2 separate regions of the Mus musculus genome follow, and region 2 is linked to region 1. Evidence: chromatin contacts called from public HiChIP or PLAC-seq data. All regions are on one chromosome and are shown on one strand. Each heading gives the region's core, a stretch centred on a gene start, on an enhancer-like site or on the middle of the called end of the contact. The rest is flanking DNA. Distances are from core to core; before and after follow the strand shown.

What was found. HiChIP or PLAC-seq counts read pairs in DNA pulled down with a chosen protein or histone mark.
Region 2: a contact with region 1 is called in an H3K4me3 HiChIP or PLAC-seq map of embryonic basal ganglia, with 4 times the contacts expected there. The contact joins two enhancer-like sites. A contact is called at or near these places in 1 of 484 Hi-C or Micro-C datasets (bone marrow-derived macrophages), 2 of 115 datasets of contacts at active chromatin or transcription factors (embryonic basal ganglia and oligodendrocyte precursor cells) and 1 of 9 other capture datasets (embryonic stem cells).

Annotation. Positions count from the first base shown.
Region 1 is chr6:144,478,871-144,484,535 of GRCm38.p6, forward strand. It overlaps a transcript of Sox5 not described here. Among named protein-coding and RNA genes, the nearest start is that of Sox5os3, 190 kb to the right of the region's middle. Within about 2 kb of position 2,356, at least 35 of the 459 cell types and tissues checked have an H3K27ac peak or open chromatin away from gene starts, as enhancers often do. A contact at or near this core is called in embryonic basal ganglia, where this site is marked.
Region 2 is chr6:144,928,051-144,933,715 of GRCm38.p6, forward strand. No RefSeq gene overlaps it. Among named protein-coding and RNA genes, the nearest start is that of Gm46721, 14 kb to the right of the region's middle. Within about 2 kb of position 2,116, at least 7 of the 459 cell types and tissues checked have an H3K27ac peak or open chromatin away from gene starts, as enhancers often do. A contact at or near this core is called in embryonic basal ganglia, where this site is marked.

The DNA of each region.
Region 1 (5,665 bases), core at 1,106-3,605:
CAGTTAATTATCATCAGTGTTTCTGCCTCTCATTTCCTGGTCTATCTACAGTTATCTTTCAGGTGTCCTCCACAGCCTCTATTTGGTCACAAGATAATACTATACACCAAAGAAGGTAGACTGTGTATCTCACGGGGACACCTGCTTACAGAATTTGTTGAGTACATCTTTGTGGTTTTGCTTTTTGTCTTTTGAGACAAAGTCACACTATGTGGCCCAGACTAGATTGTAAGTCATACCCTGTGCCAACATCAAGCTTACAAGGATCCCCCTGCCTCAGCCTCGTAAGATCTGGGATTAAAGGTGTGTATCACCACACCAGTTTTAAATTTTCTTAACTATGCTCAGGATCGCAAGGCGCAGTGCAGTCTCTCAGCAGCCAAAATGAGTCAGCAAATTCATCACTCCATCTAACATGTTCTTTCAACTTCTTTCTTGGACTACTATAGGCTGCCAGTTTGGATGTGGGTCATCTGTTTTTTGTGTCTTAAGTGCTTGGATTCATGTCTGCTAACAACGCTATGCTCATTGTTAATTATACCCAATGACCTATGTACTTTGCTGCATGAAACCCAGAAGACATTATCCTGGTTCTTAGCAAGGGCCGCACAACTGTGAATAAAAAGAGAGCAGGTGAGAAGCCAGGCAACAAGGACCGCGGTGAGCACTGACAGTCGCTTCTTTCTCTCAAGTCAAAGCGGGGCTTCCTCCAAGAGCAGTGTTCTCCACAAGTTCTGTCCTGTCCTTGTTGCCCACAAACCTTTGTTGTTTTCCTTAATTGCTTCCTGATGCAATTTCAATACACCAGACATACTCTTGCCTACATGGAATGTATAAGCTAGTTTGCCCTTACAAGAATGGAATATGAGCATTGATGCGGAGATGTGGCCTTTGAGATAGCGTGGGCTGACATTGCTAGGAAAACTAACTGCTCTCCATTTACTGAAAAGGCTGGGGCCTGTGTCACTTGAAGGCAGGATCAGTGTATGGTTTTGTTGTGATGTAAGTACCACTCTAAGGCCAGGTTAGGCAGCAGGAGACATGGCAGCTACAAAGGACAGAGGGCAAGCTAGAAGGAAGTTTAAAGGCACATTGTAAGGGGAATGCAAAGTGGAATTGTTCCTAATTAAAGCAGCCAGGGAATTAGGGAGGTGAAATGTAATTATCTACATTAGAGTTTGGCCGGGCTTCTCTACTCATTGGGAAAAAAAAAAATCTCTGCAGCAATCCTTAATGATCTCAGTTGAACGTCCCATCCAAAAAAAAAAAAAAAAAAAGACGCTTAAGTCTCCCTTTCCCGGAACACAAATGGCCTTCTCACTTAACAAATTTGAAACTGCATGTAAGTCCCATACTTCAGCTTAAAGTAATTATTTCATAAAGCAATGACTTTGCAAATGGGAGTGTTGGAGAAGACACAGCAGCAGAGTGAAGCAGCCCAGCAGTAAATGTAAGGGGTGTGACGACGACGACGTTTATGGTTCATGCAAGGCAGATCTGAAGTATTTTAAAAATAGATGTATATGGTAAGTGATGCTAACATGGATCTGAGGCTGAAGCAGTGTCTCTGAACAAGTTACTTTGCTTGAAGTACACAACTCCCTCTGCACGGTGAGCATGTCACAACTTTGGCAGGTGATGGAGACTCTGCAAACTGGGGAAGCCCAAGGTGTAAGCTGTGTGAAGTGAGCGAAGAGATGAGCTGCCTCTCACAGCTGCCTGAGGAGCACAGAGTACCAGACACAGAGACTGGCCAGGTTAGCTTAGATACTTCTTAGCTCAACTTTCATCTGATTTAAGGCTTTCCTCTCTAGCATCTGGAAGGCCTGAGGAATTCTTCTTTTTTTTTCTTTCTTTCCTTTCATGACTTGACCATAAAGATAAAACTGGGGTGCTTTAATTACCATCCAGAGCCAGAGCCTTGCCCTTTGATATGGAAATCCCACTTGTGCCCCCACCTCTTCTCTGCCCCTTCCTCCACTTTCCCAGCAGGAATTTTAAGTAGCTTTGTCCAACCAGCTTATAGTGACAACAAGAGAGCCAAGCATAGCTCCTGGTAAGGTCTGAGTCCTCCTGGCAGAACTGAGGGCAGGACAGAATGGAGAGGAGATAAACAGGAAGGACAGGACAGGATAGAATAGGGTAGGGTAGGGTAGGGTAGGGTAGGGTAGGGCAGGGTAGGGTAGGGTGGGGCAGGGTAGGGTAAGAGAGGAGAGGGTAGGAGAGTGGAGAGGAGAGGAGGGGAGGGGAGAAGAGGAGGGAGGGAGAGCTTATTAGAATGGCTGGATTTGTTTCTGCCCCATCAGCATGAAGTGTGGCCAGGCAACACAAAGCCTCTCACTTTAAACTCACACAGAGAGCACCAGCCAGGCATGCAGGCGGGCATGCACAGCCACCCAGGTATTGTCATCTGCCTTCTGCATGACTCCCGGCTTAGCTATAATTATTAATTGCACTTGTCAACTGTCATTAATTCCTCTTTAACATCCCTGTCTTTGAGTAATTAGACAGAACAGCCTCACGGAGCCCATTGTTTAGAGTCTCCTGAAAGAGCCCACTGGGCTTTCAGGAGGATAATAGAGGGCTTCTCGGTTAACCCTTGGTGAGCACTTGTGGAGCAGGAGGGAAGGGGGCAGGCTTGGGCCTCCTGCGTTGCCTTGGTCAGACACAGAGACACATCCACTGTTTAAGTGGGGCTAGCTTTTCAATATTTCTTTCCTAGGGACAAAGAGTATTTAAAGTTGACTTAGGAGCAGAGAAAGGGCCAAGAAAAACAGGATTCACTAATCTGCAACAGGGGATATGCCATTTTTTCATATGTATTCTTATGCTTTGTATTTGAGAAAAGCCACATCTTTGAAGATATCTTCTTACATTCATTACATTATACACAAGATGTGTAATGTTTACATGAAGAGAAAGGCGCTTTAAGATGATTTCTAAATTCTCTGAAGTACAAACACTTTTAGCACGCTAGTATTAAGGAGTAAGTTTTGCTCAGACGTCTCTCAGCTTTCTATAGATGGAAATTACTGACAATAATTTTTATATTTTATCATATATTTAGTGTGTGTGTGCGTGCCTGCGTGTGTGTGCACACATGTGCATATCTGCTGGTGCCACAGATGCTAGAAGAGGGAATGGGGACCCCTGGAGTTGGGGTTGCTAGCAGTTCTGAGCTGATCGACACAAGTACTGGTGTCTGAACTTGAATCCTTAAAAGCTTTCAACCCCAGATCTATCTCCAGCCCCCACCGACAGACAGCAGTTTTAGTTCTGCTATTGGAGGCTCAGGAGACTTTCTTTCTTTCTTCCTTTCTTCCTTCCTTCCTTTCTTTCTTCCTTTCTTCCTTCCTTCCTTCCTTCCTTTCTTCCTTTCTTCCTTTCTTCCTTTCTTCCTTTCTTCCTTTCTTCCTTTCTTCCTTTCTTCCTTTCTTCCTTTCTTCCTTCCTTCCTTCCTTCCTTCCTTTCTTTCTTTCTTTCTTTCTTTCTTTCTTTCTTTCTTTCTTTCTTTCTTTCTTTCTTTTAGTTTGTTCTTTAATTAGTTTTATAGGCAGGCTCTCATATAGCTCAGGCTAGCCTTGCATGCACTATGTAGCTGGGGATAAGCTTGAATTCCTCACCTTTTTACTTCCACCTCTAAAGTGCTAAGATTCTCTTTATGCACCACCTTGCCCAGCTTTATTTGACATTACTTTAAAACTTATTCTGAAAGATATACTCAGCATGCCCATGGCCTCTCGAGCTCCCCTAAATGTAGGTAGTGTCCCCCAGTGAAAGGCAAGATGTGACATATGGCTTATTTCACATATCTTGCCAAGTGACAGATATCATTTAACATGGCATGCTGAATAACAAATCACTTGCAAAATTCTGTAATACCTTATGAGTTTTCTATTACTATTATCACTGTGACTTATCAGTTCAAATTACTTTGATGGTATGACATTCATGACTTTAAATTCTCTAGCCATTAGGCAGAGGTCATGCGGAAGAGGGGAGCCACTTGGCCATTTTGTGACAAACATTTTTGAGGAAAAAAAGGGTGTGTGTGTGGATTTTATTCAAAAGCAAAGTGACTTCATGTAGCAAAAAATTTTCTGGATGTTGTGCTAAAAAGATAAATCATAATAATTTCTCTTAAGGAAAATGAAGGTCCATGGAGTTGTGAAAAGTAAAGGAGAGAGAATATGATTACTGGGAATCGTTAGAGCCATTTCCTCTACTCTCTTCATGGTAAGTTTTTTCCCCTACTGCTGAGCCAGTGCTTTTTGCAATAATAACATTTATTGAAGTCTAGATGTGTGTCCTGTGTTCTTTATATACATTAATTCATTTAGTGCTCAGATCTCTGTGAAATAGGTACTATTATTCAATTTCAGAGATGGGGGAAACTGTACAAAAAGTGGTTTCAGAAGTTGTTCAAGACTGGCCACACATGACAGCAGTGAGGGATGGCTGAGCCCAAAGACCCGACTCCCAACCGCTCTTCCTGTGCAGGCTTCCATTCGAAGCATTGCGGCCTTAATTTCTGGTGGTGTTTCCTGAAGAAAGTAGATTAATGTTTCTGCAGAGAGTAGATTAATGTTTCTAGAAGCCTTATTAGGAAAGTGTGGTATGAAACACCCTGGGACCCAGGAGTAGTAAAAGATGCTTTACTCCCAGCCCTTGAGAGGCAGAGGCAGGAAAACCATGAGTTCGAGGCTATCCCTAAACAGAGACTTTGAAAAGAGAACAGAAGGCACCGAAGCCTGGAGGAACCGGGCTTCACGATGTTCCATGTAGTGGCCATTCATGTGCTGGCAGAGGAATATGACAGGAGGAAAAAAGGAAAAAGAGAGGGAGTAGATGAGAGAGGGACAGAGGCAGAGAGGAGGAGAGGACAATGGATTTTGTTAAGTTATGGATTACATCATAAACCATTGGTCACTGTTTCTACTGGGTATCAACCATTGCTTAAAATTAATATGTGAGTGAGTTATATAGGCACATAGAGACAGAGAAAACACATCCATAAACATTCACACAATGTGTATCAACACAGTTGAATGTATCGTTTACTAAGGACTTGCTACATGCCTGCTCTGTACTAAGTGGATGAGATAGTACGGGAAACAAAGGTTAAGTCACTATTCTTAACTACAGGGAGTTTTCAGAGTCAGTGGAGACGGACTTTGGAGAAACACGCCATTAGCATACTAGAGTGCTAAATGGAACACAATCAATGGGATAGATTAACGGAAGCAGCTACTACAATCAATGACGTGCAGTTACAGGGAGAGTAACTGACTTATTAAACAGGAAAACCTCCTCATATGCATCTGCAACAATGCATGTGGTCACCTTGCTAATTAATGAACGGCTACTACAGAAAGCATCCAGGCTGGACGATAGGCTGTAAAGGCTAATAATTCCCACCTCACGGTGAGTGGGAGCCTCAGGTGGCCTGAGCACTGTCTACGTTCAACTTTCTATAAAGGGAAATCTTCCCAGCAGACAGAAAGCCTATCATTGGTCTTTAAAAAGAGTTTTGAAAGTTTTAAATTTATTTTGACTTTAAAAGGAGGGTTGATGGTTAACAAGTGGTGGTGTCAAGAGTGAAGAATGAGAAGTTTAAATAGAATTACAGGTCCCCAAACAAAGGCAGAGAAGCAAGAAAGACTTA
Region 2 (5,665 bases), core at 866-3,365, 450 kb after region 1:
GGATACACGGGTCTGCACTAGAAGCAAATACAGAAATGTCTGTAGCAACCTCCACCAAAAGCCACGTGGGGTCCACCCATAACAGAAGGGCCCTCAGATGAGGCCCATTTATGAGATGAAACACTGCAAAATGAACGCAAATAAACCATGGTCCTGTGTAAATAGACGCCTGCGACCAGACGCAAAATTTGAACTGGAGAATGAGGACCTCAGGACTGGGGTGGAGGGAGACGTCTGAGTGTCCCAGGGCCCTGCTGATGTTGCTTCAGTAATCTTGGCGGTGTCTAAGCTCTGTGGGAAGTTGTCAGGTTGCTCATCCACACTTGAGGCATGGTTTCACATCCATGTCACACTTTAGTAACAACAGAAAAGTGTGGCTCTGAGTCGGTCTGACCACTTCCATGGTGTGTACATGTAACTGTCTCTACTGCAAGCAGTTCAGTTGGCTGTCCATGGTACCTCCTCCCTCCTGTCTCTGTTTGCTAGTGACCATGTGACACTCATAAGAGATGGCTGTCATAACACAAATTGTGGGGTGTATATGCCCATTCCTACCCTATGTGCCCAAGGTTTTGATATTTCTGGAAACATTGTTCTTTTTTTTTTTTTTAACTGTCCAAAGTCTGGGGATTTTTCTAGAAAAAAGATTTTTAAATATGTGTGTGTGCATGTTGTACACTATGTCATATTTGCACGGACGTGTGCATGTACTTATGTGTACACATACATGTGGAGGCCAGAGGTTGGCATCAGCGGTCTTCCTTAATCACTTGCCATCTTGGTTTTTGAGTCGGGGTCTCTTACGGAAACCAAGCTCCCTGGCTCCACAGACAGGCTGACCACAGTGCTCAGGGGCCCTGCTGGCCCTGCCCTTCTCAGGAGTGGGTTTACGCATGCACAGTTCACCAATGAAACCATCCTCTCAGCCTTAAAAGAACCATTTCTAAATGAATGGAGTTACTCTGGACTCCGTGGTGCCTGTGTTCCCTATAAGAGGCCAAGTATGGACAAGAGAGGTCACTACAATTCAAAAATGGGCACTTGCAACTGGCCACCCCCAGGCTGTGAGGGGAACTTCCTTGTCTCTGAGTGATTGACACTTGGAATGTACAATGGTGTCCTTGCTCCCTGGGTCTTGTTTAGTTTGACTTTCTCGTGGCTTCCCGTGTGGCATTCCCATGTCTGATAAATGGAAAATTAATCAGAAACTATTCGACACATTTTATTCCAGGAAATGCTACGGACTGCTATGCCTGCCTGTGTGTTTGTTTTCTCGACTTTCAGGGACTGTGTGACCTCGGGCATAATTCCTCACCTCCACCTCCAAACCCAACCAAGTTAGGTTGGTTCATTAGCTTCCTCATGGCGAAACAGGGGCCACCCTGGAGTGCTCTCAAGGGACCAGAATGGGGATTTCCTGAGGTGAGAGGAGAATAATGAGAGAGTCAGTTCTCCACATGCATACTACTGCTCCTTCACTATAGGCCTTGAGAACTGTTCAGCATAGCATCTGCACTTGTCCACTACATGGGGTCAATAAAACATAGACTCCTGGCTACCCATGTCAGACAGCCACCAAACAGTTTGCATAGCAGATGCACAGGCAACTATTTTTACTTCTGGAAGTTGGACCCTGGGGCAGAGATCTCCTGTGACAAGACTGTGTGTAGGCAGCTCTTCTCCAACTGACCTGGGAGCTGGTGGGGCTTGTTTTGATTGCTTAGTTAGTTGGTTGGTTAGTTAGTTGGTTAGTTGGTTGGTTGGTTGGTTAGCTGGTTGGTTAGCTGGTTGGTTGGTTGCTTGCTTGGTTGGTTGGTTGGTTGGTTAGCTAGTTGGTTGGTTGCTTGGTTAGTTGGTTAGTTGCTTGCTTGGTTAGTTGCTTGCTTGCTTGCTTTTGGTCTCGCTACTTTGAATTTCTTGTCGCTCCACCTGCCTCATGCTTGCTCCCTGATATTGATATGCATTTAGGAGGCAAGATGTGGGGAGGGGAGGATGAGGAAGCTAATCTTGGAGGGGCTGGTATTGAAAAGAAGCATAAAGCAGTGCTGGAATGGTGGGCGGTGATTGGCAGCTCACTCACAGCCCTTTGGTGGGCTCCAGAGATGGGCTTCATGGCAATTTGCCACCTGTATTCAGAGATGTTTAATAGTCTCCATTGCCTTCCTAATTGCACTGCTCAGGAGGGAATTCCTTCCCTGAGACGTGACAGAGGCTCAGTAAGCATGAGGAATAAATACCGATGAGACAAAGAGGAGAGGGATTTCACTTGCAGCACTGGCCTTCACCTTTGTCACAAGTAAAAGAGAGAAGGAAAGCCAGGGTACAGCCAGGCGTTTGCAAAGGGTCGGAGAAAATGATCTTCCGACTGGCACTTGTTCCAAGGTATCTTTTCCCTTTCATTCTTCTCTCTCCCTCTCTCTCTCTCTCTCTCTCTCTCTCTCTCTCTCTCTCTCTCTCTATCCCCCTCCCTCCCTCCCTCCCTCTCTCCCTCCCTCCCTCCCTCCCTCCCTTCCTTCCTTCCTTTCTCTTTCTTTCTTTCTTTCTTTCTTTCTTTCTTTCTTTCTTTCTTTCTTTCTTTCTTTCTTTCTTTCTTTCTATTTCTTCCCTCAAGCAAAATGAACAAAGACTCCCTGGATGGACAGCTGTCCCTTCATTCCCATACATGGTCAGCAGAGGGGAACCCAAGGACCAGGTACGTGATGTGCTGACCAAGATGTGGGCTCCTCAACGTTCTGTCAAGCACTCTGGGTAAAGGACAAGCTCCCAAAGAGCCTGATGGGGCAAACACAGACAGGAAGGGGTGGGCAGAGCACAGTTTCCATGGCCACAGTGCACCACACTCACAGGCCACCATGGCTTCACACTGCAGTCAATCATATTTTTTGCAATGCTGGAGACTATAGTCAGAATTCTGTGCATGTGAGACACATGCTCTGTGAGTAAACCACATATCACCTTCTCTCTCATAGGAGAATATAGATTTAATTATATGCATACAATTATATACATATATATGACAGGTCAGCATGGGGGGTGGTATTTGGAAGGGGAATGTCTTAGTCAGGGTTTCTATTGCTGTGATGAAACACCATGACCAAAAAGCAAGTTGGAGAGGAAAGGGTTTATTTGGCTTACACTTCCATATTGCTGTTCATATTGAAGGAAGTCAGGACAGGAATACAAACAGGACAGGAACCTGGAAGCAGGAGCTGATGCAGAGGCCATGGAGGGATGGTACCCCAAACTGGCTTGCTCAGCCCAGAGATGGTACCACCCACCATGGCTGGTCCCTCCCCCATTGATCACTAGCTAAGAAAATGCACCACAGCTGGATCGCATGGAGCATTTCCTCAACTGAGGCTCTTTCCTCTCTGATGACGATAGCTTGTGTTATAAGTTGACACACAATACCAGCCAACACAGGGAGCAGCAAGCAGAAGACAAGAGAGGGATATGATGGTGCAATTATGAGCAAAACACAATGATACATGTGTAGGAGACTTTCGTAATTCACCCCACTATTTTGTAAACTGACTAAAAAATTAATTCAAAAAAAAATTAAGAGCGCTGGCTGTACTTCCAAAGGATCCAGGTTTACTTACAAGGCAGCTTACAGCCATCTGTAACTCCAAGCCCAGGGAACTCAACCCTTTTCTGACAATACATTTTAAATTTTTTAATAAATCTATATAAATCATTCATATCTGTGAATGTTAACAGATCGTAGAGGAAGGGTCAGGATTCTAACTGTGCATTACATTATTTAGCTGAACACTACTGTCACGTCACATTGGTAGACATAACTTTGAGTACTTCGACTAAGTCCACAGCTGCTAGGGTCCTCGTTAGGAAATGATGTAAGAGATGAACTCATTCGTACCCAATGCTTTGAAAGCCCTGGATTAATAGCAATGACCTCACAGAAAGTCTCCACAAAACTAAAACCCCAGAGTGAGTTTTTCCCTAAGCCAAACTGTAGTACCAATAAGATATGTAAGAAAACACTGGTTACGTTTTAAGAGAAGCAAATTGAGCATAGGATGAAAATAAGCCTTACAGTTGACAATGTGCAGGCGCTGTTGGAAGGGAAGCTTAGGTGGGGAGCATCCTTTTCTGAATATAGATGGACTGTGTAAAAGGAAATTAGACACCCACTTTTATTGTTGTTGTTCTTGTTGTTGGTTTGGTTTGGTTTGGTTTGGTTTTGGGGTTTTTTTGTTGGTTTGGTTGGTTGGTTGGTTTGGTTTGGTTTGGTTTTTTTGTTTGTTTGTTTTTTTGTTTTTTTTGGGGGGTAGGGGGGTTGGGTTTTTGTTTTTATTTTTCGAGACAGGGGTTCTCTGTGTTCCCCTGGCTGTCCTGGAACTCACTCTGTAGACCAGGCTGGCCTCAAACTCAGAAATTCACCTGTTTCTGCCTCCCAAGTGCTGGAATTAAAGGCGTGCACCACCTGGCATACAACCACGTTTTAAAGATTTACTTTCATGTATACGAGTGATTTGCTATGTTAGTGTATGTGCACCATGTGTGCAGTACCCAAGATGGCCATAAGAGGGCGATAGACCCCCTGAACTGAACTCAGACCCTCTGGAAGAGCAGTAGGTGCTCCGAACTGCCTAGCTCTCGCTCTCTCTCCAGCTGTATAACCAGTTTTGAATGAGACAAAGAAGAGAGAGTTAGGGGTTTTCTACAGCCCAGCTGAGCCATGGTTCCTGAAGCAGTCACGAAGTGTTTAACAAAGCACAGGACAATTTGGGTCTGCCCAAGAAGCAGTGAGCTTCGTCTTGTTACCTATTCCTCTTTTCCAACATGGAAACCATTATACTACCCTTTCTTTTCTCCAGGCACCCTCCAGGGTTGGGAAAGAGACAAATAAAATCCAGACCCTTAGCTTTGGAGAGTTTCAGCCGCTTAGATGGAAGCTGGCAGTGATGGCTGTGTGGTCACGTGACAGTCCTAAACACGAGGAAATCACACTTTGAACAGGGAAGTAGTGGGATGTGCAGATTATATTTTATTAAAGTTGCTTCTTAAGAGCTATAAAGCTTAGGTCAGGTCATAGCCGCATGTTAGGAAGAGTAAAAGAGGTGTCTAAGACAATGTATATTCCCTGCTTCAGACATGAGGAGGCTATGAAGAAGCTCCAGGCAGTAATGGGCCCCCATCCTGGTGCAGCCCAGAGCAAATCTTAGAACTTTCCCAGGTAACTCAGAGCTTCTCAGAGGTGGCACTGGAAGGTCCCAAGACCAACAGGGACAAGGAGCTGACAGGGACAGTCCATTGGATGGCTGACAGAAGGGTAGGAGACAAGGACCCTCAGCCGGCGCCAGTCTAGAAGCCGCCCCACGCCAGCTTCCTCTGCTGCGTCTCGGCATTTCTTAAAAACAGTCCTGAGGCAGATAAAGGGAGATGTGTGTGAGTGTAGGTTCTCGCCTTTGGTCCGAATGCAGGATCCAGTTCAGTTTCCAGTAAACGGGAGACCAATCACAAAGACAGAGGCTGAGCACAGAGTGGGAGACGTTATCTCTGGAAGGAGATCACAACAGCCTGGGGTCTTGAATGGTGCTACCGTTGTATTTTATACATAATATAATGTAGCAGGTTCGCTTTTATACAGGGTGGAGACGGAGTTTCTGCCATCTACGCCTTTTGAGGCAGATCAATGGAC